Regions from separate parts of the Mus musculus genome. Here all the other regions are linked to region 6. Evidence: chromatin contacts called from public HiChIP or PLAC-seq and promoter capture Hi-C data. All regions are on one chromosome and are shown on one strand. The core of a region is the stretch at or near the end of the contact, and the rest is flanking DNA. Distances in the headings are between cores, read along the strand shown. Region 1 has its middle 25 kb from the start of Gm24986. Region 2 overlaps Vrk1 (vaccinia related kinase 1). Region 3 has its middle 28 kb from the start of Gm32776. Region 4 has its middle 5.7 kb from the start of Gm24986. Region 5 has its middle 8.4 kb from the start of Gm32830. Region 6 holds the start of Bcl11b (B cell leukemia/lymphoma 11B). Region 7 holds the start of Vrk1 (vaccinia related kinase 1).

The links. Promoter capture Hi-C pulls out the DNA fragments that hold promoters and counts their contacts. HiChIP or PLAC-seq counts read pairs in DNA pulled down with a chosen protein or histone mark.
Region 1: a contact with region 6 is called in a promoter capture Hi-C map of hippocampal neurons, with 16 times the contacts expected there. The contact joins the enhancer-like site here to the promoter of Bcl11b in region 6. A contact is called at or near these places in 7 of 39 promoter capture datasets (embryonic stem cells, frontonasal cranial neural crest, hippocampal neurons and 4 more), 8 of 115 datasets of contacts at active chromatin or transcription factors (SST interneurons, T-cell acute lymphoblastic leukemia, embryonic forebrain and 5 more) and 1 of 9 other capture datasets (embryonic stem cells).
Region 2: a contact with region 6 is called in a promoter capture Hi-C map of hippocampal neurons, with 48 times the contacts expected there. The contact joins the enhancer-like site here to the promoter of Bcl11b in region 6. A contact is called at or near these places in 8 of 39 promoter capture datasets (the 3T3-L1 cell line, 3T3-L1-derived adipocytes, embryonic stem cells and 4 more), 11 of 484 Hi-C or Micro-C datasets (adipose-derived mesenchymal stem cells, cardiomyocytes, cortical neurons and 6 more) and 5 of 115 datasets of contacts at active chromatin or transcription factors (SST interneurons, T-cell acute lymphoblastic leukemia, embryonic forebrain and 2 more).
Region 3: a contact with region 6 is called in an H3K27ac HiChIP or PLAC-seq map of embryonic stem cells, with 7 times the contacts expected there. The contact joins the enhancer-like site here to the promoter of Bcl11b in region 6. A contact is called at or near these places in 3 of 39 promoter capture datasets (embryonic stem cells, hippocampal neurons and pre-B cells), 6 of 484 Hi-C or Micro-C datasets (cerebral cortex, embryonic stem cells, reprogramming fibroblasts and 1 more), 7 of 115 datasets of contacts at active chromatin or transcription factors (SST interneurons, embryonic forebrain, embryonic midbrain and 3 more) and 1 of 9 other capture datasets (embryonic stem cells).
Region 4: an H3K4me3 HiChIP or PLAC-seq map of embryonic stem cells shows a contact between it and region 6, with 10 times the contacts expected there. The contact joins the enhancer-like site here to the promoter of Bcl11b in region 6. A contact is called at or near these places in 4 of 39 promoter capture datasets (cranial neural crest, embryonic stem cells, frontonasal cranial neural crest and 1 more), 3 of 484 Hi-C or Micro-C datasets (embryonic stem cells and palatal mesenchyme), 8 of 115 datasets of contacts at active chromatin or transcription factors (SST interneurons, embryonic forebrain, embryonic stem cells and 3 more) and 1 of 9 other capture datasets (embryonic stem cells).
Region 5: a contact with region 6 is called in a promoter capture Hi-C map of hippocampal neurons, with 13 times the contacts expected there. The contact joins the enhancer-like site here to the promoter of Bcl11b in region 6. A contact is called at or near these places in 11 of 39 promoter capture datasets (the 3T3-L1 cell line, cranial neural crest, embryonic stem cells and 6 more), 5 of 484 Hi-C or Micro-C datasets (cerebral cortex, cortical neurons, embryonic somatosensory cortex and 2 more), 5 of 115 datasets of contacts at active chromatin or transcription factors (T-cell acute lymphoblastic leukemia, embryonic hindbrain, embryonic midbrain and 2 more) and 1 of 9 other capture datasets (embryonic stem cells).
Region 7: a contact with region 6 is called in a promoter capture Hi-C map of hippocampal neurons, with 33 times the contacts expected there. The contact joins the promoter of Vrk1 here to the promoter of Bcl11b in region 6. A contact is called at or near these places in 9 of 39 promoter capture datasets (the 3T3-L1 cell line, cranial neural crest, embryonic stem cells and 4 more), 2 of 484 Hi-C or Micro-C datasets (embryonic stem cells and reprogramming fibroblasts) and 7 of 115 datasets of contacts at active chromatin or transcription factors (embryonic forebrain, embryonic midbrain, embryonic stem cells and 4 more).

What each region holds. Positions count from the first base shown.
Region 1 is chr12:106,243,946-106,248,194 of GRCm38.p6, reverse strand. No RefSeq gene overlaps it. Among named protein-coding and RNA genes, the nearest start is that of Gm24986, 25 kb to the right of the region's middle. Within about 2 kb of position 2,829, at least 3 of the 459 cell types and tissues checked have an H3K27ac peak or open chromatin away from gene starts, as enhancers often do.
Region 2 is chr12:106,054,431-106,058,216 of GRCm38.p6, reverse strand. Vrk1 (vaccinia related kinase 1) reads right to left here. Exons shown (of 14, transcript NM_001029843.2): 6 at 2,307-2,415; 7 at 2,104-2,196; 8 at 242-374. Among named protein-coding and RNA genes, the nearest start is that of Gm32723, 38 kb to the left of the region's middle. Within about 2 kb of position 2,231, at least 14 of the 459 cell types and tissues checked have an H3K27ac peak or open chromatin away from gene starts, as enhancers often do. A contact at or near this core is called in cortical neurons and hippocampal neurons, where this site is marked.
Region 3 is chr12:106,173,254-106,177,198 of GRCm38.p6, reverse strand. No RefSeq gene overlaps it. Among named protein-coding and RNA genes, the nearest start is that of Gm32776, 28 kb to the right of the region's middle. Within about 2 kb of position 1,843, at least 66 of the 459 cell types and tissues checked have an H3K27ac peak or open chromatin away from gene starts, as enhancers often do. A contact at or near this core is called in SST interneurons, cerebral cortex, embryonic forebrain and 3 more, where this site is marked.
Region 4 is chr12:106,224,755-106,228,702 of GRCm38.p6, reverse strand. No RefSeq gene overlaps it. Among named protein-coding and RNA genes, the nearest start is that of Gm24986, 5.7 kb to the right of the region's middle. Within about 2 kb of position 1,347, at least 25 of the 459 cell types and tissues checked have an H3K27ac peak or open chromatin away from gene starts, as enhancers often do. A contact at or near this core is called in embryonic stem cells and forebrain, where this site is marked.
Region 5 is chr12:106,398,037-106,402,043 of GRCm38.p6, reverse strand. No RefSeq gene overlaps it. Among named protein-coding and RNA genes, the nearest start is that of Gm32830, 8.4 kb to the left of the region's middle. Within about 2 kb of position 2,728, at least 1 of the 459 cell types and tissues checked has an H3K27ac peak or open chromatin away from gene starts, as enhancers often do. A contact at or near this core is called in hippocampal neurons, where this site is marked.
Region 6 is chr12:108,001,532-108,005,336 of GRCm38.p6, reverse strand. It overlaps Bcl11b (B cell leukemia/lymphoma 11B), which reads left to right and starts at 1,923. Exons shown (of 4, transcript NM_001079883.1): 1 at 1,923-2,251. The coding sequence starts at 2,194.
Region 7 is chr12:106,008,025-106,012,341 of GRCm38.p6, reverse strand. Vrk1 (vaccinia related kinase 1) reads right to left here and starts at 2,079. Exons shown (of 14, transcript NM_001029843.2): 1 at 1,984-2,079.

The DNA.
Region 1 (4,249 bases), core at 1,580-4,079, 1.8 Mb after region 6:
GGGTGGGAGTAGAGAGGCCAAGATGAGGGCACACTCAGACACCCTGCAGATGTCTCCAAGTCCCATGTTTTGTCACCTGTGTGGCCTTGGGTTCCTCGAATGGCCTCTCTGGGTTGCCCTTTTCCTGAGTGTAATTTTGCCTGTACGTCAGCCTTCTCCCACTACGAATGATCCAGGCCTGGTGATTAGCCTGTGACAGAGACCACACTGCATGACAGAGACAGCCAGACCCTTTCTTAATGCCCAACTTTCCCTCTGAAGCTTTTGCTCAACAGCAGTCACTAGGAGGGCGGCCGAGGAGGTCACTAGGAGGGCAGCCAAGAAACAGAGCATAAATAAGATCTCAGACACCTGAAGCTGCCACTCTCTGATGGCATGGGGTAGCAGGAAGATCCCCAAAGAGAAAGAGCCACAACTGAAGGGATGGAGCCAGGCCTTCCTTAGAGCCCCCTTGCCGAGCAATGGGCTTGAAGGAAAGACCAGACCTTGGCTGACGCAGGGAAAGGTAAGAGTGGGAATGGAAGCTAAAGGCAGGCCAAGCGGGTGCGATTAAGTCAGGGTAGGACACACCTGAACAAAGAGAGAACGTGGCCCAGGAGTAGAGATGACAGCCGGGCCTGGTGACATGAGCCTGTCATCCCAGATACCACAGAGGATCAGAGATTCAAGGCCAGCCTGGCCTACATAGTAAAACCCAGTCTCCAAATGAGAAGTAAAGAGGGCTAGCCACGAGGCCCGGGTTCAGCCCTCAGGAGTGGAAAAAAATAAACAAATAGCTAGAAGAAAAGAAGGAACAGGGAGTGTACAGTGGGTGCAAACCTCCATGAGACCCCCAACTTTTACCAAAAACTAGGCATTTGCTTTGCTTGTTTTTGTTTGTTTGTTTTTTGGTTTGGTTTTTTTTTTTTTCTTTCTTTTTAGCCAAAAGATAACTTTATAAAATATTTTCTTAAGTATGTATTAAAAGTTGTTCATCTCCAGTTTATTTTTCAAGCAAAACATGCCAAGAAGTTTCTCCTTTCTGTTTCCTTCCTTCCTTCCTTCCTTCCTTCCTTCCTTCCTTCCTTCCTTCCTTCCTTTCTTTCTTTTATTATTATTGGGGTTTTTTGTTTGGTTGCTTTGCTTTGCTTTGCTTTGCTTTGCTTTGCTTTGCTTTGCTTTGCTTTGCTTTGCTTTGCTTTGCTTTGCTTTGCTTTTGGACACAGGGACTCATTGTTACTGAGCTTTGGCTAGCCTGGAACTCACTATGCAGATCAGGCTGACCCCAGGCCTGCAGCAAACCTGCTTTGGCCTCCCCAGTACTGGGATTACAGTGTGCCACCGTGGCCAGCCCTGGGTGGGGCCGATCAGTTATCCACGGAAATGGTTGATATTGTCAATTTGACAGCATCTCAAATCGCCTGGGAGATGGGCCCCAGTATATACCAATCAGGGCTTAACTTGGTCACATTAATCGATACATGAGGACTCACCTTCATTTTGAGTGCTACATTCCTGGGGGCAGGGTGATCCTGTGCTGTGTGAAGTAGAGGAAGACAGCTGATGTCTGGAATGGGTTCGTGTGCCGGACGATTGTGGGGGCGGTGGGGGAGGAGGGAGGCAGTTCCTGCTCTTTCCCAGGTCCATACTTCTGCTGCAGAGGCCTGACTGCTAGCTCTGCACTTCTTGGCCTCTGAGGACAGTCAACCAATTGTAGACACTTTCAGGGAAGTGTGTCACACAGGATCTAGAAGAGGAAGAAACAGCAACCATTTCCACCTTGTGTGGCCACAGTGTCAGCACAGTCTGATGTTTCAGTCCTGATGCGCTGGGCAGTCCCTGGTCTGCACCACAGGGGCTGAAGCTGTCCCTGTGACCCCTGCAGCTCCTAACTTCCTGGGCTACAACATTGGCTCCCCAGTGGTTTACAATCTCAAAGTCCCCATTGTTGTGAAAACCTCTCCAGCCCTACAGTAGACTGTCCCAGCTTTAGGTACTCAGCTCTGTGTACTTCGTCCAACACAGTGGCCCTGAGACTGAATGTCAGTACATTTCTCTGATCCCAGTGTGACTGATGACTCTGACCTCAGTTCTTGGTCCAGGTGGCTTCTTGGCACCTGCTTTCCTTTATTGATGTCAGAATAACATGAAGTACACAGAACATGTCCCTCACTGGTGGCTTAGGGCCAAGCACTAAATCACCTGTGTAAGATGGAAGGACCTCCAGGGAAGGACCCTGCAGATCCATGAGTTAGAGAGCTGACCCCATCCTGAGAGTCTGGAGCCAGAGACCTAAGCACCAACAGGACGCAGAACTAAGCTAAGGACCCCCTTCCATTTTCTCCCCTGGACATACAGTTAACACCAGCCCCAGGAATTAACCTGCATCTGCTAGCCTGAGGCAACTCCAAGTTCAAAGCCAAACTATCCTGCCTGTGGGCTTAAAGAGAGTGGGCTGAAGACAAACCAAAAACTGCCCAGGAGAATAAAGAAGGGTGGCCACACACACACACACACACACACACACACACACACACGTCACACCACCAGCTCTCCGGAGAGATCAGGGTAACAAACTCCTTTTTACGACACCCTCCCCTGGACAGCCTTCCCCTCTCCTGCCAAGGCCAGGCTAGTTCTGTTGTTTCTCCTTTCTAGCCTCTCTTCCTTAGCAGCATCTGTCACTCAGCATCCGTCTTTACAGCCAGCAAAACTTTCCAAAGCTAATCTATATTCAAATGAGCAAGAAATTGTCAATTCCTCGTGTTCCTGCGGCTGAACTGCAGTCCTACAGAGTATATTAGCAGAAGTCTGGTCACTATGCTATGACATACTCCCCCTAACGCCATGGCAACTAATCTCTCTCAGGGCAACAAGAGTAAAGCTTTGCATCTCTCCATGGGACCCCTGAGCTGATGCGAGCCTTGGCGTATGGTTTCTGCCTGTCGGGTGCAGTTCTTGAGCCTTAAGACTGAAATTGCAAACCTGAGAAAGTGGGGAGACACAGAGGGCCCTCAGCTTCCTAGAGTCTCAGACACTGCCTTGTTTTCGCTGCCGTTGCCTCTGGGACAAGCAGGCAGAATGGTGGCCTCTACCCATGTTCCATTGTCCAGGTGAAAACGTGGCCTGAGTCTGAGGATCCTAGGACAGCTGAATGGAACATTCTGGAAGCTTGAAAGTGCAGTTCCCACAGTCACTCTGGGAGAACGAGTGGAGCACAAGGGTCTCTGGGACGCCAGCTTTGGAGATGATGAGGGAAGACAGGCAGCTTGACAAGCAGGGAAGGAAGGGTAAGAATTCACCCTACGTAGAGCCTCCAGGACACTGTGAGTCACCGGCGCCCAGACACCTGGAGCAGAATTCCGACCTATGGAAGTGCAAGGGAGTGAAGCTTCTTTGGTCCCTAAATATGCAGTGCCTTGTTCAGAAGCCATGGGAAAGTCCTGTGCCTGGGCTCACAGCACTCCCCAGCCCCGAGGAAGCCAGAAACACAGCAACTAGCCAGCTTGGTTCCATTCTTGACTATTAAAAGTGCCTCCTTCACGATCCCGGGACTCGGGAAATCTAAAGGATGAGACACAGGCTCTCTCAGTGCCACACCCAGGTGACATTCACAAGTAAAGCTTTCTCCATACCAGAAACCTGGGCAGCAGAGGCAGGGCAGAGTCCAGCATCACACCACAGCTCCTAGGGTAGTTGATAGAAGCCAGAGTCCCAGCGTCCTCTTACCTCGGACCTTCAAGCTGATCGTGTCAGTCACGTTCACTCCAGCCATAACCTAAGAAGAAGCAGTGTCAGGTATCAATAACCCACAGTCTGAGAAGATGGCTCGCTCAGTAAAGACCTGATTCTGTCCCTCTTATCCACGTGAGAATGGGGCACACTTATCCCAGTGCAGGGGAGGTAAAAACACATTGGTCCCCGGAGCTCATTGGCCAGCCAGCACTGTCTATTTAGTGAGTTCCAGGCCAGTGAGAGACCCTGTCTCCAAACAAAGACAGATGGCCCTGAAGAATGACACCCACTGTATTCCTCTGGTCTCCACACGTACACGCAAACACAGACACACCTGCATATATACACACACAAACACACAAAAGTTGGCTGTTCTCATGGCACATGGCCTGGAAGCAGCCTGTACAGGTTGGGGACAGATTTCTCAAGTCCTGAGGTGGCATGCCTCTGCTTCCCGTCTATGTATCTACTCAGATGACGAAATTCAGCAGAGACCACGACAGACTCCAGACCTCCCCCACCCCCACCCCAACCC
Region 2 (3,786 bases), core at 982-3,481, 1.9 Mb after region 6:
ACCCAGACACTAGAAAACAAAGCAGTGCAGAGCTAAGCTGTGTGAGTCCTAAGTACAGTCTGGTACCCCTGAAGACCAGAGGCCCTCACTCCCAAGGGCCCTCACTCAAGTACAGGAGCCAAACCTCAGGCCTCCTTCTCCACATCACTCTTCCCGTACTCTCTATCAGTCTGTGTTTACTTAGCATTCAGACAGAAACATGAGTACTGTGGAGGCACACCACAGGCCACTGTGGACATACCCACGCCTTTGTGAGCGTCGATGCTGGTGAACTCCAGGGTGCCGTCATGGCACCTTTTGGGATCTTCCTTGTACTCTTTATGAACTCCATCTGGGCAGTACCGATAAGCAAGGCCATAGTCTACCAAATATACCTATAAATTTTCAAGAACCAAATTAGAGACAAAAATCAATGCACATGAATTACCAGAAAAGTACTGAAATAAAATACAATCCCTTGGAGGTCGATTCACCTACAAGGGCAAACAGCAGCTCTCGAAGCAAGTCAAATCTAAACTGAGCACTCCAGCAAGTCCTGAGTCTCCCCCCACCTACTCTGCAATGCTGGGGGTCGCACCTAAAGCTTCACACAAGCTAGGCAGGAGCTCTGCTGCTGCTGAGCTACCACTAAGCTATTCCCAGCCTCCCACCCAGGAAGGTTTGACTTTTAATAAGTGTTAAATGCCCAGAAGGCCACAGTGCTCCAGTGTTAGCTCCCTCTGCATGCTTTCTTAGGAAAGTGTGTGCTAAAGTAGTTAATCCTGTCTCCATGGGCAAGGCTTACAGATGGTCAGTTTCTCTTACAGAGTCTAGAACCAAACTACAACAAAATAGAAATGTTCAAGACCCTTTCCACAAAGAAAAGGGATATGAATACTGTTAGCACACAATACAACAGCTCTCTTCTACTCTTGATTCTCGTAAAATAGTCAAATGCCTATGTACTTCATAAAATGATTCAAGGGCTATAATAACTTTCAAAACTCTTAGATCAGGCCTCTACCTGCATCTTAAATACTACATATTACATTCTGGTCTTCCAGATTAAAGCTAACTTAAAAAACAAATAAACAAACAAACAAAAAAACAGAGTAATGCTATGGGCATAGCTGGTTGTTGTGACTAGCATACAACACTGGGACAAGTGGCTTCCGTCTGACGGCCACGCATGCACCTGGTTCTGTCACAACGCATGAACGCATGTGCATGTGAACACAAAGATGGACACAGCCTGAGAGAGTAACCCCATCCACAGAGCAGGTCAGAAAGGCAGGAGAGCCGCACACGGCTGCCGTGTGGACAGAAGCTGCTCCCATCAGTCACGTGTAAACCAACAGCAGTTGGTTTCTAATAGTGCTCTGCAAGCCCTTCCTACTCCAGCTAAAGTAAAGGGAGCTTTACCGCTCGCTCAGGCTCTTGGCTGTGCTCAGGGAAACAGCTTGAATGAGATGGTTGAGGATGCCCACCTCACAGAGCGTCCTAGCACAGCAGCTTGCTCCCGGTGCCCTACACTGATTCCTGAGGCTCACCAGAGCCTATAGAGCAAAAGCAAACACCCTGTGCAGAAAAGGAAGGAATCAAAAGAAGGAAACCGTATGCAAAGCCAAAAAGCAGAGAATGTTGACAGATCACTTCCCTGAGCCAAGCACTCAAAACCTCCTTCTTACACAAGATCAAGAGGCGACACTAAGCAGCCTTTATTGTCACTGACAACTGAACTGACCCCACATTAAAGACCAAGTTCTCCAAATAACAGACACTTATGTCAGATGGAGTTTTTGAACACAAGAAGTAATGAAGGTGACAAAGTGGACCAGCAGATCTAACTCGCTGGTGTACTTTATAGTTTAAGCTTCACCCCAAACAGCTATTTGAAATGCATGTTGTAGCAAGCACTTCCAAATATTATGTAGAGCAAAACAGCCAACTTGATAAAGTGCCAGCAAACTGCAACAAAAATACAGAATGGCAACTGGATACAAGTGTCTGGAGAAAGGGCATTGTTAGCTTATCTACTTCGGAGCTTGTGGGGTTCAGCCCAGAGTGCCCCACTTGCTCCCAAGCAGCACAAGTTACAACAGTAAAAGCTGCAGTTCTAAGGACCTGGTCAGGGTTCTTGTGACTCAGGAGCAGGTTGGAGGCCTTGATGTCCCCGTGCACGTACTCATGCTCATGGATGTACTCCAGGATATCCAGCTACAGAGAACACACAGTGAGTTAGTGCAGTACCTAACATGGCCAGCAGAGGGCTGAGCTTCAGCGGAAACCAGCCCTTACTGTATTCACAAGGAGCATAGCTCACATACAATTCTTAAGCTTAGCTGCAATACAGTTTTCCGAGAAAACCTTTTGGCATTTGCTTCATATATTTTCTGAAGGTCACTCCCAAAGCGGTCCATTATCATAAACCTGTAACTGAAGACAAACAAGGAATGTCAGTGAGGGAATAACTGGGAACATGTCCTTGCAATGACTATTCCCCTTCAGTTAGGTCAAGTTAATGCTAACTAAGGCAGTACTATAGATTATAAACGAGGAGGAAAGGGGCGCAAACCCATACCATGAAGAATCTCTCTCAACTACATAGAAATCTCGAGAATTCAGAACGTTTCGTCATCCTGCCCTGGACTGAGCTCGTTTATAGGAGACAGCATTCGAATTACGACAGTGCCCAGCCAGAATCCAACACTCATCTACAATGGAACACAGCCACCTGGCTTCTCACAGCTAACTGCTGTTTTTAGACAATTGCTTCTTTCTCCTGACTGCACCTCCATTTTTAAGGTACATTTCAACAATATTCTGTTAAATCTAGGCTGTCAAGAGATGGCTTACAAACTACATTCAGTAAAACTGACCAAATGGTATTAAGCAATTACGTGTAAAACATTCAATGGTCAGATCTGCAAAAGGAATACCCTACAAAAATGAAGATTTTTGTTTGTTTGTTTTGCCAGCCCCCTCCCATGTCAGCTGGACCAGGTGACATTACTTCCTGGGGCCGTAATTTTTGGAGAAATGGATAGAGGAGGCAGGTCTCATCCTTCCCAGGGTCTCAAACTCTAGGAGGGCAGAGATGCGCTGGAGTCCTGCGAGGACACTGCCCAGCTCCTCTGAGCATCACCGTCACCTTCAACAGCTGTCCAAATCCTAATCCGTCTATGTAAATCGCTGACATAGACACAGGACAAACCCTGCCATGGAATGCTCATGACACAGCAGTCAGGCTCATGATGGTAAACTACAGGAGCTTCCAAGGAAGGAGCAGCCAGCTAAATGAAAAGACAGTGTGGTAATGGAAAGCCTAGGGCCCTGTTCATTAGAGAGTCTGTCTATGTATCTTTTAATGTCTTAGCACATAAAGTCTATGTCACAGTCACACTATCAAGTAGAAGCAAAATATATTCATGTGTGTTAAGATTCCTGCTACCCTGACCTGTGCAGCCATGTGTCCTCCCAATATCCTGAGTATGGCAAGTTGGGCAAAGCTGAGAGAAGAGTAGGGTGCACACTTTTGTTAACCTGTGTAATCAGTACAATACTCTGAATAACAAATAACCTTTGCCAACAGTCTGTGTCTTAGGGTTATTACTACTGCTGCAACCAAACACCATGACCAAAAACCTACACTTCCACTCTTCATCATCAAAGAAAAGTCAGGACAGCAACTCACACAGGGCAGGAACTTGGGGCAGCAGCTGATGCTGAGGCCATGGAGGGCTGCTGCTTACTGGCCTGCTCTCATGGCTTCTTGCTCAGACTGCTGCTTATAGAACTCAGGACCAG
Region 3 (3,945 bases), core at 594-3,093, 1.8 Mb after region 6:
ACGGTGTGTCCTCTAACCTACACACACGCTGCCTCTCACACACACACATACACACACATACACACACATACACAAATGGCTGCCACACACACACACACACACACACACACACCCATATACACATACACACACATCCGCTGCCTCTCTCTCTCTCTCTCACACACACACACACACACACACACACACACACACACACACACACGCTGCCTCACATATACACATATACACACACATACACAAATGGCTGCCACACACACATACACACACATCCGCTGCCTCTCTCTCTCTCTCTCTCACACACACACACACACATACACACATACACACACATACACACATACACACAATGCTGCCTCACATACATATATCCACATACACACACACACTGCCACACACACACACACACAGATGTTTTGTATTAGGTGCTGACGGGATGACTGGGCAATGAAGAGCACTCACTGACTGCTGACCTGGGTTTGGTTTTCAGCATGCACATTGGTGGTTCACTGCAGGCTGTACCTGTGACTGCAGAGGATCTGTTGCCTTCCTCTGGCCTCTATGGATAGCAGAAACACAGGCAGTGTACACGCATACACACGGGAAAAAAAAGTCATGCACAGAAAAAAGTATATAGCCTAATCTTTATTAAAGTAAATAATAAACAGTTGCTGAGGAGAAAAACCCAAGGTTGTTCTCTGAGCCCCACATGGAAGCTCTCTCTCTCTCTCTCTCTCTCTCTCTCTCACACACACACACACACACACACACACACACACACACACACACACAGCATATGCAGAGAGAAAGAGAAAGAGAGAGTCTGAGACCTGAAAATTCAGAACATTGACACTTTTGTGTGTCCCCCAGGAAGGTCTGGGCACAACATACATTGGACACCACCCGTTACTGTGGACTTGTCATGATAACACATGACTAGAAACAGGACTGCACCTACTCAGCATCACGGGCCTGGGGACACCAACTTGCACTACTTTTAGGGTCTCATGAAAATGTTTAAGTTACTTAAAATCAGATTAAAATTATTAATAACCTAGGCTAACAAGTGAGCCAGCCTGGGTTATCTTCATCTTTGTTGTGCAAGGTTATTTGAAAACAACCCAAGGTGGTAGACCTGAAGGGCTGGCTCTCCATGACAAAGGAAACAGTGGGACACCAGCAGCTGGGTCACTCACACCATAACCACTAAGCAGAGTGGCCTTCAATAACTGAAGATTCTGTCTGACCTTCGAGAACTTCCTGAGTATAAGAGAGGACCTCCCTGGGTCCTCAACCAGAGGTCTCTGATCAGCCTCCCTGGTGGGCTGCTGTGCAGCCAGAAGAGACCTGGAGCCTAGGCTGGGGACTTGTACTTACATTCAGATAATTCCTGAAGGCCAGGAATCAAGCCACAGCCCTGGTAGATGGGGGGACCAAGGAGGTCAGTGTCAGATCTGCTTGGAAATCCTGCCTTGAGATGAAATCAGTTCTCTCTACCCACAAGGGCAAACGGGGAAAGTTCCTGGGGCAGGCGAGGAGACCCCCCCAGGGCGTTGCCCCCACTGTGACTCTGATCATCCTGTGGCCTTGGCAGCAAGGCTGTAGAAGACCGGATGGGTCTTGCGGTTCAGGAGTCCAGCCTGGCAGTCTCTATATAACCTTTGCGAGACGCCTGCATATTTCACCCTTCCAGGCGAGCACTTTTTTTTTTTCTTTTTGTCATTCCAATTTCATTTCCGGGGCTGTGTGGACTGCGGGCTCAGCAGTCACTCCGGTCTGAAGTGACTCCTGGGACCTCCTCACTGTTCTATATGCAAATGGCCTTGCACCTGGGCAGCCGAGCAGGCTCGCAGACAGTTTAGTTATGCAAATCTGATTGATCGAGAGCATATTGCGGGAGCTTGCACAAGGCCTGGGACACTGGCAGCTATATTTCACTGGCTAAATTCCTGAAGAAGGGGGGAGAAATTAAATGCCAGGCATTTTGATGCATATTCCCTTCAACCCCTGTCGCGCGGCAGGGCTTTGCCTCTGAATGCGCTCAGCACTCGGGTTAGAGCCACTAATGCAATTTTTGCACGCGGGGTGTGTTATTGCTGAATTAACAGAAGGCTTGTTTTCCGTGTAAAAAGCCAGTCGCTGAGATGTCGCTAGCACAATAGGTCTGTCAGTCGATTTGAAATAATTCCCCAGGCAAACGCAGTAAAGGCAGTGTTTAAAAAAAAATAATAATTAGGTCCTTCGGCCTCCAAATGCTCACCCAAGTGAAAGGGACCCCAAGCAAGTTCCTCCGACTCCCTCCTCCGCAACAAAGGTAAAGCATACCGCAGGGACCCTGATTACACATTGTCATGCTGTGTGGAAAGCGCTTGTCTGTTTCCCAAACACTGAGCTTGAAGAGGGAGATGGAGCAGCCGACAGCCGCAGCTGCCTGGGAGAAAAATAAATTTTAAAAGAAGAAACTCGAATCTGCTTAAACTAATAAATTCCTCATCCGACACCTTGCATTCATGCATGCTGAAGTCTGAGGCTCGGGAGGCCCATCCGGCTGCACGGCATTCTCCGTATTGATTTATAATCACTGATAAATAAGATAGACCTACACCGCGCACGAGGGCTGCAGAAGAGGGAAAGGGATTTTTTTTTTTTTTTTTTTTTGCCAGTGTCTCTCCCCAGCACCGGTGCATCGAAATTAAAAATAAATCAATGTTATGTGCGGGAGAAGAAGATGATGGGAAGAGATAGGAAGAAAGAGGACTACATTTTTGCCTGGTGTGTCATCCCTGGTGAATGGGACAGGAAAAGCAGATCTCGGCCCCTGCGGACCCTGAAGAGAAGGTGGTCACGTGTGCAGCTTGGCTCGGGGCTTCCTCTGCTTGCGAGATTGGGTGAGCGTCCTGAGCTAAGTTAGCAAACGCGAACTTCACTCATTCCCTGACGTCAGTCACGTTACCTGCTGCCTCAAACGGCTCGGACGACACAGGAACGTGGACGCTGTCGGCTCCGCAGAAGTCACGTGGACACACGCTACTCCTGTGGACATTCGCAGCAGCTGCAAAGCAAAGGAGGAGAGGGAAGGGAGGGGGGGGGGAGACAGAGAGAGACAGAGAGAGAAGAGAGCAGAGGGGGGATTCTTGGGGATAAAGTTTACAGAAGTGCTGAGCTTAAATCCTTCCTTTGCCTCTACCCTAAGGTCTGCTCTCTTGATATGGGAATCACAGGGTGCGGTCTTCCAGCACTACAGGGTCTTTCTCCAATCGGTGAGTCCCCGAACACTACCTGGACACTCATCTTGAGAATTTGAAGAATAAACCTCACAGACCACAGAGCGAGAGTTCTGCAAAGAAGTTTATTATTTCTTCCAGCCTGCTCCTAGCCCGGAGATGTTCAGATAAGCTACACACGTACACATCACACACATTCCGCAGACACGTATGCGTACATGTGTCTCTGTGTGCACATGTATATATGCTCATGCTGTGTACAGGGAGCAAGGCTGAGCATGGAAAGTCATGTTTGAACCCGCAAGCACACATACCTCAATCACACACACACACACACACACACACACACACACTCTCTCTCTCTCTCTCTCTCTCTCTCTCTCTCTCTCTCTCTTTAAAAATGCCTATCTTGACAGGCAAAACGCAGCCAGGGGGTCAAAAGCAAAGATCCTGGGAAAAAAAATCAAGCGTACTCCCTCCCGACCATGGCCCAGTGCGCCCCTCCCATCAATGACTAACAAAAGGGCCCCAGCACTTTGACTGACAGAATTCTTAATTGTATCCACTCATTCATGACAATTTGATTAAAATATTACACCATAGTCTCACCCCCTGTTTGCTTCGATCCTCCAAATCTAATTTTGAATTTTCAGAAAGGAGATTACTCCCACAAGCATGACTGAGGCACTATTAACTTCTACTTAATCTTTATTACTGATGTGAA
Region 4 (3,948 bases), core at 98-2,597, 1.8 Mb after region 6:
CGGTTTAAAGCGGAAGGAGGAAAAAGCCAGGAGAATTTCAGCACTCCCGTTCTACCTTTCCTGTCCACAGAGGCCTGTCCTGCTCTTTTCCATGGCCCCCTCCCACCATGACACATCAGAGTACACCTCTCTTCCCTCAAGACATGTCTCCCACAAAGGCAGCCACTGTGACAAGAAAGTGACCAACACACAGCTTCCTAGTTTCCCATGAATCCCACTTCACATTTTGCAGATTAAAACTTCATCAAGATACTTAAACAATGGTCCTTTTCTCCTGTACTGTGAACACTGGCAAATACCTGGCTAGCTAGATAGTCCGTGACTTGGGGGTTGTGGGTGATGTGCTGTCTACCCATGAGGCATAGCAGCTGCTTTGGATAATAGCAATAAAGGAATGAGCACCGCAGTGAGTTAATAAAACTTTATGTGGACACTGAAATTTGAATGCCCTGCAGCTTTCAAACCCCATGACATTTTATTCTTATTTCTTTTCAGCCACTTCAAAACAGGGAAAAAAGAAGAAGAAGAAGAAGAAGAAGAAGAAGAAGAAGAAGAAGAAGAAGAAGAAGAAGAAGAAGAAGAAGAAGAAGAAGAAGAAGAAGAAGAAGAGGAAGAAAACTATGAGCCAGTCATTTGTCTCAAGGGCTTTGGTTTGGTGGCCCCTCTGAGGCTAAATGCCCACAGCACCTTTATCTCTGTAAGTGTCTCTATGTGAGGGCCTCCCACTAAATGTGTAATTGCTCTCATCATTGACTGCATGCTGAAAAACACCGGAAGGCTGTAATAATAATTAATAATATTAATGCCAGTAGTAGCCCATCAGGGTGAGTTACGCCAGGCCCTCTATAAAGGGCACGTGGGCAGTCGTGAAGGACTCTCTCTCTCTCCCAATGATAAATGTCCCCTTAATCACAGACACATAGGCTCAGCTCCACCAAGCCCTGCGGCTGGGCCGGCTAGGTTGGAGGCTTCCAGAGCCTCCAAGAAGCCACGTGACCAGGAAAGAAGGGGTGTTGTGCTTTTGCCCCACAGTCTTGGCTCCCCGAGTCCTCTGCAAATGAGCAGGCTGTGAGCTCCCCTCGGGCGGACACTCAGAACTCACTGCCAACTCTCTGGGAGCTCAGACGGTGCATAGATCTGCAGAGTTTGCGGACCACCGAAGGGTCAGCTCAGGCTAGGGTCTGACCTTGAGCCTTCCAGGGGCCAGGACTCTCTCCTATTCGTGCCCTGGATCCTCGAGGGTCCAGCGTGTGAAGCTGCAGCTTTGTAAAGCCTTCCCCTGCTTCATCCAGCAGCCGAGGCTGTTGGGGGCGGATGCACAGCCCCACCCAGCCTCTGCCCTTCGTTCCTTCCCCTCTTTGCCTTTCTTTGTAGATTCCACTGTGGTGGCAGAGAGAAAACAGTCTTAGCATTTGTTAATACCCACTTGACCCACAAAAGAAAATTCGCCAGCATCGCGCAGCTTCTCATTTAAAAACCATTAGACCGTTCCGCTTGGCAGACCAGATCTAAATATTCTTAAAGGGGTGGTTTAATTTAATGATTACCTTAACAAGCCCCCTTTTAAAATGATGATCCGCCAAATTCGGGGGATTTGTTTTGGAATCTGATCCAGTAAGTAGCTTTGTACAAAGAGGAGCGAAACGGAATCTGATCTGGTTCAGAACTCGGTGGAAATCACGAAATTACCTTGCATATTTAATCACTGTAGAAACATGAGTACAAACTGCTTTCTGGAGATTACCTCGGGAAAGAAACAAAACTGGCGCTTTGCCTCTAGCGTGCTCAGTCCCGCCTTACAGGGAATCGTTTGGATGTTCCAGCAAGGGTGTTTCAGGCTTCAGCCTACCCAGCCATCAGCAGGACACATTTTTAAAAAGGGGGGGTGGGGTAGAAAGCTGCTCTGAAGGAGGACGCCAGAAGGAGGAATTGCTCAGGCAGGCCCAGAGGATGGCCTTTTCCTTAGCCCCTGTTACATCCGTGAGGTTGGGAAGAAACTACAAAGATTTAGGCAAAAAAAAAAAAAAAAAAAAAAAAAAGCCTCTAGATCTGGCGTCCAGAATGGGGGTTGGGGGGGGGGCTGCTACTCAGAAAACCTGGTTGCCTTCCATGTGCTCCTAGCATGAAACCAGCAGAGAATTCCATCACACTGCCCAGCCTGCAGCCAGTCACCGGGCCTCACAATGGCGAGCTGGTGAGCGGAAGCCCCTCCCCTCACCCCATGCTGGTCCCCTCCTCTGCAACTTGGCTGAATGTGCGATGGTTCCCTAGGCTTGCTCTACGCCCCCCACATCACACACCTTAACAGAGAAAGCACCCCAATTCTTTGCCCCCCCCCAACTCACTGATTCTTTCTCTCTACTGCACACTGCGGATCAAGTATTAACTGTGACTCTTTGGACCCTCAGAGGAGGAGGCTGGTAGCAATTAATTTGTCCTGTCTGATGTTTCATGGAAACTGAGACTAGAGCCTGGTTCGGGAAATACTTAAATGACTGAGTGAAATTGTTTCCCTTCCCTGCCACTTGTGTAAGTCTGGAGTGTATGTGTCCGGTAACACAAAAGAATTGGTACAGAGGCTGGGTGTGGTGACACATGCCGCTAACTCCAGCACTCAGGAGACAGGAACTACCAGATATGTGAGTTTGAAACTAGCCTGGTCTACATGGAGAGTTCAGGACTACAGAGTGAAACCCCGACTAAAACAAACAAACAAACAAATAAAATCAGATGCACAAAAGCAAATAAATGAATGAAAATAGGCATTGGCCCTAGACTTTAGGGTGAAAGATTGTGTTCGGCCTAGGTGATGCTGCTTGGGCAGGTGTCAGACTCACCTTGCTGAGCCTCCACTTCCCACCTATAAAATGAGACCCCATTTATTTCACAATTCTTGTGAGGGTATAAGATGTTGCACGGAACAGGGCAAGAGCCAGAAATCCATGCCATGGCTTCTTAGGTGTGCTAGGTAATTCGGGGTGTCTGCTTAATCCATCCACAAGAGGCCCAGGCAGCCTCTCATTTATCTCACTCCAAGACATCCCAGCGAGTTCCCTGTCCCTCTCCTGGCTAAGCTGATGCCACCCAATCTGCTGAGAGCCTGCCAAGAACACAAGGAGACAGAGTTCATGTAGGCCTGACTGGGTGAGCTGGGACCTCGGCCTTCAGCCTCAAACCTACATTGGCTCTCCTGAGCTAGGGCAACACCGCCAGCTCCCCTGGGTCTTCTGCTTAGGCCAGGAGGCAGTCGTGACACATAAGGACTCCCCAGTGGCTGGAACGGTGCCACTGTGCATCCTGCAAGGTGGGCATCTGTCTGTGCGATCACACACTCTTCAGAGGTGTGAAGGCACACGTGCGCGCGTGCGCGCACACACACACACACATGCATGCGACAGCTACTCACCTTACGGGATGAGTGTGAGCGTATGTGGGTGTTGGTGTGCACCTGAAAGAGATGCGTGAGTGTCAGAACAGGGCCCGAGACACGCATGAGTGTGTACATGGCTGCCTCTGATGTCTACCTTGTGTTTCCTTGAAGCTTCTGAAAGGTCATGGCTTGGCTGTCCAGAGGGAACAGCGACCTTTCTTTTCCACACACACTGAACATCTTCTTTTACTCTTTATGAGGAGCTGAAGATGTGTTTGAGTGGCATGGCAATTTGTCAGTCAATCTCAAAGTAGAAGGAGACCCCTCTGCATAATTTTACACCCAGCATCCTTTGCGACCTTGGACAGTGCATTGAACTGAGACAGCCAGGAAAGAAGTTTTGTAGACATGTCAAGCCCACAGCTCCTCCTAGCACCCAGACATCTCTACTCCAACATGCTGTCAGAGATGCCAAAGAAGGTGCATCCAGAGAGGAGAGCCAGTGGTCTCATGCCCCTAAATGAATGATTCTCAACCTGTGGGTCACAACTGCCACAGGGGTGGCATATCAGGCATCC
Region 5 (4,007 bases), core at 1,479-3,978, 1.6 Mb after region 6:
GGTGTTTGAATGAGTGGGTAGGTAAATGAGGAGGTAGGTAGGTAGGTGGGCTGATGTATGGATGTATGGATGAATGGATAGACATTTATTTGAGAGTTCAAGAAATCTGATGGTATCAGATGAAACAACACTGAGTCAAACCCAGTTCCCTCCCGAGACCCTCATGTGCTACTCTGAATGGGTCTCACAAAAGGGGAGGTATAGACTACAGTTTAACCTAGAAAAGCAAGCTACCAAGAGACCTGGAAGAGTAAGGCTGGAATCTGCTGTGCTATGGCCCATCAGACAGCTATGTAGGGAGGAAAGCAGGGTTGACACACTATTCTCGCCAACCTTGAAGTTGGCCTGATTGCTGTCTGTGTAGCTAGAAAAGTTATTTAGCCGAGTGCATTATAACCCGAGTGGCCAAGTGCACACAATTTATGAGGGGAGCTCTTTAATGCATATTTAATAAAGCTGTGGACATTCAGACACCAGATCAGCAGGTGTCAAATGTGCTTTCTTTAGGAGACGGGAGCTGTTTTCTGGAGAGGCTGACACTCCTCTGCAAGGCATGCACATTATAAACATCTCAGCAGAGGGGAGAGGACCTGTCACTCCCTTACTCTACAGTTACAGGGAAGTGTCTGCAATAACACTCGCATTGTGGGTAAAAGCAGGAAAGCTTGAGGCACCAAGGGGAGAGAAGATAAGAAGAGCCCAAAGAAGGGAAAACCAGGGAAGATGGGTGGCTCCATGGGTAGATCCACTTGCAGCCAAGCCTGACAACCTGAGTTCTAACCCAGTGAACCACTTGGCAGAAGATGAGAACTCACCCCTGAAAGTTGTCTTCCAACCTCTATGTGCATGTCTGGGCATGTACACACACACATGCTTATATTTGCACACACATACATATACACATGCACGCATACACATACATACACACACGTACATACCCATATCTACATATCTATTCACAGCATACATATGAACATACATGCATACACACATACACACACATATACTTACATACATACATACACACATATACATACACAAATATGCAAAAATACATACACATATATGTCTGCATGCATGCACACACATATATACATACAGATATCTACACATATACACATACATACACACATACATAAATACACACACATATATGTAAGTATACACATACACACACACACATAACACATACTAAATGTAAGAGAACTGTTTTAATTCAGTGGTTATGCATGTGGCTAGAGGACAGTTTGGGAGACCTGGCAGTGTGAAGACAGCCTTATAATGGCAGTGATGGCAACAGCATGGAGAAGCCATCTTGGTGAGTGCTTCCTGTCTGCTTTCTCCAGAGTCTCCATGCATTGTCCCCCTACAACACCTCCACGGGTGTCTGCTTTTATTCCTCTCTCATAGTTTATAGAAGACAATATGGTGCTTAGAGAGGTTGAGCAACTTTCTTCCAAGGTCACAAGTCTGTAAAATAGCTTTAAGGAAAATAAAAATCCAGGCAGGCTGAGCTCAGTGTTCTGGCAGTTAAGACTGTCGGTCAACTTGATAGGACCTGGAGCCACCTAGGAGACAAACCTTTAGTAATACCGGTGAAGGACTGGCTAAATTAGGTTTACTGAAGTGGGAAGACTCACGCTAAACCTGGATGGCACCAGACGATAGACTGGAATTCTGGACTGAAGGGAAAGGGGAAAGGTAAGCTGAATGCCAGCATCCCTCTGTCTCTGATGATGACTGCAGATACTGTGTGACCTTCTGCCTCAGGCTCCTGCAGCCATGTCTTCCTCACCAGGGCAGACTGTAGCCTTGAACCAGGAGACCCTCCTCCTCCTCGAGTGGCTTTTCTCAGCACTCACTTTGTTCCATCAATGAGACAAATCAACACAAGCCATGCCAGCTCTGTCCATCCCGCTTACAGACGTGAAGTGTCATGAGCAGGCTGAACGCCCATTCCCACTCTTCATCAGGTGGAATGCATGTCCACAGGAGAGGCAGGAAGCCGAGGTTCTACACCCTGCTTCTGTAGCATGGAGACATGGCTGGGAAGCTGCTCCCCAGACCCCTCCCTTTCCCCACGAACGCTCAAGCTTGTGCCTGTACAGCAGAAAGGCTGAGTGCCCCATCCACACCATACTGGCTGAAAGGGTGTGTCCTCTCAGGGCTTCCTCTCCATTTCTTTGCCCCCCTCAGAAGGCCTTTATTCAAAAGAGGGGACTATTCCCTTGACCATCCACCCAGGACATTGTGTAGGTAAGAAACAAACACTGTCAACTGTCTAAGCCCCTAGGTGGAATAAAAACCTGTTGATATTTTTTATTAATCTAAGAATATATACTCTAAAGCACTGCTATCAGACTAGAATCCATCACATGAAGTTATGGTCAGGAGGGATTTTATCTTCTCTGGGTCTGAGTCAAGGGATACATCCCATAGGGTTATGCCCATATTATATGTAATACATATGGGACCCTGAGTTCCCGAAAACAGGACTGGCAGCCGTGACTGATCACATTGACTTTTTGTGCACCAAGCACAGCCAACTTGATTTCGGCTCGCTGTGGGTTTGAAGCCACCTACCCAAGTCAGCTTTATTTACGTGGTGAAACATACGAACACACGCTTTATTACGTCCAGGGTCTGTTCTATCCAAAGCAGTGGCTGGGCTGCGTCTCTGTTCCCATTCGGCTCTGGGATCGAATGTGTGAGCATATGGCACTCAGCTCCCTTCTGGCCCTGTGCTGAGAAACACCAAAAGGGGAGGATCTTTCCAAGTCTGCAAGGATGCCTGTCGTGTGAGGCCCGCTGGGGCTGGAGCCCAGCATCACCGAGGACACTGTGTCTGTTCTCAAAGGTGAAGCAGTTGGTGTTCCAAACACGCGCTCTCGAGCCAAAAGTTAATGATGAGAGAGAAAGCATGGTCCGACGTGCCTGCAGCCTGACGGAGAAGCCTTGCTTCTCCATACTTATTGACAGGGAGGCCACGTCAGTCACTGATCATTCACTGAGAGGCCGCTCCAGGTCTCAGATTCACCAGATAACTCAAATTTTAAAACGTTTATTTTCAAAAATAAATATTCGCTGACAGGAAGGTGCACCAAAATTGAAGGGAAGATCTGGGTGCCCTTCTGCCCGCCCCTCCCGATAGCAAACATCTCACACAATGATGCACAGTGACAAAACAGTAATACCACCACCTCAGAGTCCAGCAGATACAGCAAGAGCCAAATGGCCATTGCATCTTTCAGAGAGAAAGAAGCAGAGGTCCTGCCACACAGCTGGTGTGAAGAAAGAAGGCACGGGACCAGTGCCCTACATCTCTGATCAGTATTTGCCATTAGACAAGGAAGGTACCCAGAAGCCCTTCTTGTATCTGTATCCCCCAGTTCCACACCTGTGCTCAGAGCAACTTGGTCATGGACACATGTGCTCACCCATCTGCATATGTCTTGGCACCTTCTTCACCTAAAACACCTCCCTGGTAGTGAGTCAGGGGCTGTAATGACGCTGCCCCAGCTTGTCATCCCTCACTCCCGAATCATGGTTGAATGAATTCTTGTCAGTGAGTGGCTTTGCATAAGAACACCAGGGCCTATATAGGCAAGAGCTCTGCAGCCTGGAAGACAAAGATAGCCCACAAAGCCCTGTATCCTAGCTCATCGATGATGCTATTTCACATATAGCACTGTCTTGACCCTGAACATGCCATGTGGCCCTAGGGAGGGTCAAGACACTTGGTCTGAGCATCACTCAAGTGCATCTTTCATGCACTCCCACGATGAAGGAAAACAGCTTTTATTGTAGTCTTTGTGGAATTAAAAAAAAAAAAAACCTATAAAGGCACACGTGAACCTGAGCAGATCGGAGCGATATCAAAGAACAGAATTTCAATAAGGGTGTTGCATTAAATCTGAGCTGGCAAGAGCTTATAATAAAAGTACAGTAATGAGCAAGCTTTATGATAAAATTAATGTAATTAATTAGTGTTTGTAAAGGGCTTGGGA
Region 6 (3,805 bases), core at 674-3,173:
GGGCCTGGGGCGGAGTGAGGGTGGTGCAGCCAGGCTCACCACAAAACTCAGCCCCAGCCAGGCCCCGACCCGCCCTGGCCGCCGGGGAAGGGAGAGGGGTCCAGCCTACTGGCGCGCCCAGCGCGGGAGGCCAGGTTATCCAGTAGACCCAGCTGGTCTCCAGGAGGAGAGCGCCGGGAGGGGGCGGTGCATTCGGGACTGCAGCCTGGCCTTGTCCCCGGGCCACGGGCAGGCCCCCACAACTCCCCTTGTCCTGGCCGGCTGGAGATCAAACGGTTGAAAAGGCGGCTCTGTCCTTCCTGGTCGGACAAGCAATTTCAAGTCCGATCCCGGGCGATGGAGGAGGGGGACGACTTCCAGGTTGCAGAGATTTCACGGAGGGAATTGGGGGGGGGGTCGCCGCTACGAGGCACCCTCCTTTCCCAGCGCTGACCACGCCCACTTCTGGGTCTGTGAGTCCCAGACTTCTCCCACGTGGAGTGCCCCCCAACCCGTCCCTCTAGCGCGTGCTTCCCAAGGAGACTAGGGTGTGGGGGCGGGGCAGTGCTTGACCCCTAGGAGTTAATGGGGCCCAGAAGGGCGAAGAACCCTTCTGGAATGGGATTCAAACAAAATGTGCCCCCCCCCACTGTGCCCCTCAGTATCATTAATTTTGTTGTTTGAGACGACCAACCCCCAACGGTTTATATGGAGACACTTTTTTGGAAGTTTCTACAAAATGCTCCCCTCTCCAAATAAGTAAAACCAACTGTAACTACTTTTCTAGAGAGTGAAGGAAAACAATTTTATCTGTCGCCTCAGTCTCCCCCAGCCCGTGGTTTCCAGCCCTCTTTCTCGAGTGGGTGGGTTTGGACTTGCTTGGACTCAGTGTACCTCAGTTACTCACACAGCACTCCGCCCCCTTTCTCAGGGAGTCCGGCTCCCGGGGGAGGAAGAGTGAGTGGGGACAAGATTTTATTTTATTTATCCCCCCCCACCCTCTTTTGCGCTACCGGTGCTCGGTGATAAGACCAGCTTACAAAAACAGTAGTTTGCACGTGTGGCCGGCCGGCCTGGGTTGCGGGTGTGCGCACTGGCGAGTGTGTGTGAGTGCGCGCGCGCGTGTCTCGGTGTGTGCTTTCTTGTTCTCTTACAGGGTACAATGTTAAAAAGCCACCGCTAGTCGCCCCCAGTGCTCCGACTCTCTGGGTCTTTTTGTCTCTAGAGCAGATTAAACGTCACGTCCGCACTTGAACTTGAATTTTATCCCATTGTACAGAGGCAGCCCCAGCCACAGAGAGACCGAGAGCTCCCGGAGAACCCGGACTCCGCCATCTTCACGTTGCAATCTATAGCTCCCGTCCACGCCCGCACCGACCCGGGCGCACTGGGCGAGCCGCCCCGCAGCCCCGCTCCCCCTGGGCCCGCGGCGCCGGGCAGCGCTGGGGAGCGCACGCGGGGACCCGCAGCCCCTCCGGCCGGCGCCAGCCTGCCAGGTGACCCGGGAAGGAGCCGCTCCCGGAGTCCCCCAGAGCCTCGGAGGGGTCAGCCTCCGAGAAAGAAAAAAAGCAGGCAGCGCGCAGAAAACCCAGAAAGAGCCGAACCAAGGCAGCTTTTCATTGCTTTTGGGTTTTTGAGGGGGCGGGGTGAGGGGGTACGAGACAAGTCCCCAAGTTTTCTTTGCCTTTTTTTTTTTTTTGGCTTTTTTGAAATTTGTTTGCATTTTTTCCTCCCCCCTCCCCTTGGGTGGAAGTGCGCGTTCCACCTACCAGACCCCGAAAGAAAAGTGTCAGAGGCCGGTGCAAAACCCGGCGTAACTTCAAGAAGACATTTACAAGTCTAAGAGGCCAAGCACTTTGAAGAAGTGTGAGAGATATTTTTCCTCCAAAAGAATATATTTTTAAAGAAACCGGCCAGCCAGCGGCGAGCAACAGCAGTTTTATAATTTATTTTAGCCTTTTCTCTATTTTAGAGCAAGCCATCTTCCTGGCTTTTTCTTCTTTCTTTTTGCAAAAACAAAAACAAAAACACAGCCCAGAAGAAAGAGCAAAATAAAGACGAAGAAGAAGAAGAGGAGGAGGAAGAGGAAGAGAGGAAGGGCAGAGGCACCAACCCGGGCGGAGGAGGAGGCGCGGCGGCGGCGGCGGCTCAGACCCCCTCCCCGGCCCGCATCTGTGCAGCTTTCCGGGCGATGCCAGAATAGATGCCGGGGCAATGTCCCGCCGCAAACAGGGCAACCCGCAGCACTTGTCCCAGAGGGAACTCATCACGCGTAAGTGTCTGCCGCACGCGCGAAGGGCCGGCGGCTGGGGCTCCGGGCGCCCGGGGCTGGGGACACCAACCCGGGAGCAGCGGCCGAGCGTGGGGTTCTGGGAAAGTTTCTCTGCAGCCGGGGGCAGCCGCCGCGGGCTCCGGGCCGGGGAGGGGGCGCGCGGGCTTGCAGGCGGCTGTGCGCGCCGAGCCCGGCCGGACGCTCGGCCCTCCAAGCGGCGTGTGTGGCGGCGGCGGCGCTGGTGGCGGGGTTTGGAGAGGAGGGGGAGGGGGCCGAGGAGTGGAGGGGGAGGGGGAGCCGGGAAAAGTTGGCGAGCGCGTGGGTCCGCGCTCGGAGGAGCGGGCGGACGGAGCCCCGAGAGCGCCCTGGACCCAGGGACCCGCAGGGGAAAGGGATGGCCGCGGGCTTCGGGTTCCCGGTCGCTGCGCCCCGCCAGGCTGGGCGCCGACCGCGCCGCTGCTAGGATTCCGAAGCCGCCGTCCCCTCCCCTCCTCTCGCTATTTGCAAAAGAATCCAGCTGCGCAGCTGTTTGCTGTGCTGGAGCACCCCCTCCTCATTTCCCCACCTCCGTCTCCTGGGACGGTCTTGTCTTCTTTCCCCCCCCAACTCAAAAAAAAAAAAAAGGTGTGGGGGGGAGGTTTTGGGTTGGTGAAAAAAAAATCCCCGCCACGAGTTAACAAAAAAGTCATGAGTGGGGAAAAAAAAGGGATGCTCTTATAACAGTAAAAATGAAGAGAAAGAAAAAGGAAGGGGAGAAAATACCTATCATCCTCTTATCCATCTTTCTATCTCTGTATCTTTCATCTTCCCATCTAAATAAACAAGGCAGGTCGCGGTGCAAATCCGCCGGATTTCAAGCAAGTGGAGGGGCTTGCAAAGTCAGGCAGCAGGGCAGACTCTCAGCAGCTTCCACCGCCCCAGCTGGGTTCATTTAGAAAAGAAAACGCCAGCGCGAGCCGCGCAGGTACACAGTTCTCCCAGAGCCAGCCGGGTACCCGCGCTGCCACCGGCGAGGTCGGCTTGCAGAGCTCTGGGAAGCCCCGGCCGCAGCCTGCGCGAGTCTCTCCCCCGCGGGTTTTTTTTTTTTTTTTGGTCGCGGTTGCTTTTTATTTATTAAATTTTTTATTGCAATAGAAATAAAATTTCCTCTGGGTGCCATCGAGACCTCAGGCAGGTTGTAATCTTGCAATCCTTCGCTCACCTCGCTGCGTTGGGGCCGGGCTCCCGGCTCTGGAGCTGGAGAAGCCTGTGAATGACGGCCGCCGCTGAGGACTGGCTGCCCTGCAGTCGAGAGCCGAATATTTATGTTATATTTTAAAGAATTTAAATAAATAAATAAATATATAAAGGGGCTCTCCCCTCCCCTCCAACCCAGCACAGGAGCCATCTGCTCGAAGCTATTGCTGTTCCCTCTCTCCTTTGTTACCGCAGACACCTTAGTAAGAATTTGTGCGTTTATTATTATTATTATTATTGTCGTTGTTGTTGTTATTATCTTGTGGGGCATATATATTAAAGTGAGGTTCTTAGGAAAGGGATGTCTCTTAAGGGGAG
Region 7 (4,317 bases), core at 830-3,329, 2.0 Mb after region 6:
CAGGCCCACTGCGGGAAGACTAAAGACAGGAGCCTTTGCTCATTTGCATAAACCCTGGAGTCACACATCTGCATTTGATTGCAAGGTAAGTCCCACTTCCAAATATGTTTGGTTTTTAAATAAAAAATAACTTAAGATTTTATTTTTCGAATCAAGCCCTATTCATAGCATGTCTATTACAGGGGCCTTTAAGGGGGAAAAAAAGTCAAAATTTATATCTTTAGCGGGGCGTGGTGGCACACGCCTTTAATCCCAGCACTCGGAGGCAGAGGCAGGCGGATTTCTGAGTTCGAGGTCAGCCTGGTCTACAAAGTGAGTTCCAGGACAGCCAGAGCTATACAGAGAAACCCTGTCTGGGGGGGGGGAAATTATATCTTTGTCTTAGACATCTGGGGCATTCACTCATTATTATTTTACGTTAGTTCTCAAAATTAAGAGGAAAAAGCTGGCCTATTTCCTGTAAGAAATTTAATTTTAGGGTCTGTCAACACTTTAAATGCACTGCTGTTATTTTTAAATATATGCATGCATACTTGAATAAGACTCAGCCTAAGCTTTCCATATAACCATTCCCTGGGCACTCAAACTTATTATTAGATGCCAGGCTCCCTGCTTAAACACATCAACTCCACCATCTCATTTGTTTAACAAATAAACACTCATCATCTCTGCTACGCCAGGCATAAGCAGCAGCCATTACAGTTATCAAAGTGATATCTGTACTGGATACTAGTGCTGTACGGAATCCCTAACGCCTAACACACTTGTTATCCACCTCAATCCATGCTCCTGTTAGCTCGGTCTCCATCAGCAAGGCAGCGCTGCAGTGTCTGCCATCTGTGGTAGCACAACGGGGAAAGCCATTTTTAGTGATGTCCACTTACATTCCTTTTTCCAGGTAGATGAACATTATCTTAATTGCCCAGATGCTTAATTCCAGTCAGAACTGTAAATTAAATTTCCCCAAACAGTATAATCGACATGTCACAAAAAAAGTGACATGCCTTTCCCCTGAACTCTTAAGCCGGGGTGGGGGTGGCGCAAGTCTAGTCCCAGCACTCAGTAGGCAGAGGCAGGAGGATCTCTTGTTGAGTTCAAGGCCAGCCTGGTCTACAGAGCAAGTTCCAGAACAGCCAAGGCTACACAGAAAAAAAAAAAAAAAAGAAAGAAAGAAAGAGAAAAGGAAGGAAGGAGGAAGGAAGGAAGGAAGCAAGCAAGCAAGCTGTCTTGAAAATCCAAAATAATAATGATGATAAAATGCTGATCTACATCTTTTTTCACTGTTTTGAATTCCAGACTCAATAGATGGTCAATTCTAGTTTCGTTTTGTTTTTTTGTTTCTTTTTTTAAAAAAGGAAAGCAACGAAGCTCTTCAACGACCCGCTAAGTTTAACCACCACCTTCCCAAAGGCAAAATCGCGTTTCCAAATTGCTCCAAAAGCGATGAGGGACGGAAAGGAAGAACACACGCAGACGTAAAGAATGGTTAACGTCAACGACAAAAGAATAAACGGGTAACCCGACCAGGACTGGCGTGTGTCCCCATCTCTCAAGGACTCTGGCGCAGTTCTACATCTAAGGCGACCTAGCCTGGAAACGGTCGGAAACAAACTTTGGCGCTGGGCTGCAGACCTGTTTGCTGCCTCTGAAGACACTGCACCGGGAGCCCGGTCACCGGCGGTGGAGACCTGAGGAGCAAGCTTGGAAGGAAACGAGAAGCTGCCGGCCGCGGCTGTGCCCCGAGGCCTCACCTCACCAGTGCTAAGGAAGTGGCAGGCTCGGCCGGTCCAGGTCCCCGTCCCCGTCCCCGTCCCCGCCACCCTGGTCCCGGCTAGGCTTCGGGCGGCCTTCTAGAACCGGGCTTCCGGCAGCTCCGCGATCGGGCAGAGAAGCGAGGATTCCCGGGCAGGCCGGACCCAGCCGCGGCGCCGCCCTGAAGCAACACCGGACCTATAGTCCCGCCACCACCCCACGGCTCCCTACCCAGAGCGGCCAACTCGCGGTCCACAGCGTAGTACGAACTTCCCGCCGCTTCCCTAGACTCGCGACCTACCCACGGCGCCGTCCCCTCCACACCCCGTAGTACAGAGCCTTCCCGTTGGCTGCGAACGGCGGGGGAGGCGGGGAAAGAGGAAGACCGCGCTTCCCTGTCACCTCTCCGGACATGCCGGGAATTGTGGTCCTTACGCTTGCTCCATGCTGGGAATTGTAGTCTTTGAACCTCCAAGAGGCGAGATGGGGGCGTGTTCCTCTGAGCACAAGGGCTTCTGGGAAGTGTGGTTTGCAGCCCGCTTGCTGTTTTACATGTTACTGTGGCTCTCAAAGCCTTAAGAACCGAAATAAATATAACCAGTACTCACTGTTGCTTGATTTATTAAACGGTTAGACAAAGAGACTCATTTCAAATATCCGAAGCGCGTCTCGGTGTTTACTTAACCCACCGCAGTATTTGAGCTACTTTTGTCAAACATCAGTTTTCTTTGTTTCACCATCTCCTTCCTAGAGGTTGGAAGAATGAGCTTCAAGCTGCACTTTGGATCTGCAGCTTCTGAAGCCCTAGAAAAGGCCTTGGGTTCGGTGCTGTTCTTGTTATTGCTATTGTTTTACCAATTTGATTTTTTTTTTTTAATTTTTGGTTTACTAACAACAGCTGAGTTAAAAATGTGAGCCAACACTCCTAGCCTGTGTTGTTTCTTTTCTTTCTTTTTTTTTTTTTTTTTTGGAGGGGGGGCAGTTTCGAGACAGGGTTTCTCTGTGTAGCCCTGGCTGTTCTGGAACTCACTTTGTAGACCAGACTAGCCTTGAACTCAGAAATGCGCCTGCCTCTGCCTCCAAAGTTCAGGGATTAAAGGCGTGCGCCACCACACTCGGCTTGCCTGTGTTGTTTCTTAAGGTGGATCTTAAAACACTGTATGAGCTTTAGTCCCTACGAAATCTGAGTTGTTGCCCAGTGTGCAGTTCAGCATTGATCTTCATATCTTGAATTCACCGTCCCAGGTACCCACACCTGCTCCAATTTCTTTCCTATTTTGCCGTCTGCCCCATAGAGCAGATCCACAAAACAGCTGTACTGCATGCCCACTGCTCCCAGACTTCTGCTGAGTTTGATCCATGATGGAGCCTGAGAATGGAAGAAAAAAAGGAAAGTCACCTAACGACGATCACACACACATACACGAACAGCTAAGTCCCTTAGCTAAGGGTCACTTCAGCTGGGCTTTCCACAAGTCTGCAATGAGAACATGCCATGATGATTGTGTTGTTAGGACTAGAGCTAGTAACACACTGGCTGCCCCCGAGTCACAGGTTACTGTTTCATCCTGTGTGGCTCAGACCCCACACCTCTCTAAACAGCCTCCTGGAACATAAACCCTCCTCAACAAATCCTCTCACGGCATCTGCTTTCTGTACACACGCCGATGGAAACGCAGGCACAAGGTGAGCTCTCGATGACTATTTGTCAGCAGAGAAGCCTCAAGATTCACACATCTCGTGAGTGTGAAGTCCCACACACAGCAAGACTCTGTGGTCAGAATGCTTTGAGTGAAAGCCATTCTGCACCCACAAACAAGTACACACATTACTTGTTACATTGTGACCACATTCCCCCAGTGCGGAAGAAAGGTCCCCGCTCCCACACTGGCTCGACAATTGGCTGACCTTCAAGCACAGTTAAGTCAGCAACACAGCCTGGTCTGTTCCAAGGTGGGAATAGAATGTATTCCAGAACCCACGGCTCCGGCATTATCAGTTGGATGGCTCTCAGTCAAGTGCTACTCTGCTGAGGCTATGTTCCAAGGCTGTTGCCAACACCACCGACACCACCCACACGTGCGGAGAAGCCCTAGCAGCGCAGAGAGTGGCAGGAGAGCAGTCCAAGCTGCCGTCATGGTGACAGCATGTCTGAAATATCACCGGTTACGATGCAACTCCTGGGACATAGGAGACCTTCGGCGCCGTCTAGGAGTTGATAGGTTGTGCTGGGACAGGAATAGACAGGTCAGTTGATCAGTCCTGCTGAACTTTTGAAATTAGGAACTGAGCTCTGGGTGGAAAGGCTTTCTGTATAATACACCTCTCTGGCCAGGCTTGGTGGCCCTTGCCTTTAATCCCAGCATTGTTGAGACAGAGACAGATAGATCTCTGGTCTACGTAGTGAGTTCTAGGACAGCCAGAGCCACATAGAGCCTGTCTCAAAAAAAATTAAAACAAAACAAAAAACTAACCTCTATAGTCCTAACAAATATTTTTGAATATTTACTGTGAACCAGGAGTTAGAGTGTTCACCTAAGATTCCCATTTAATTAATATTTAAGA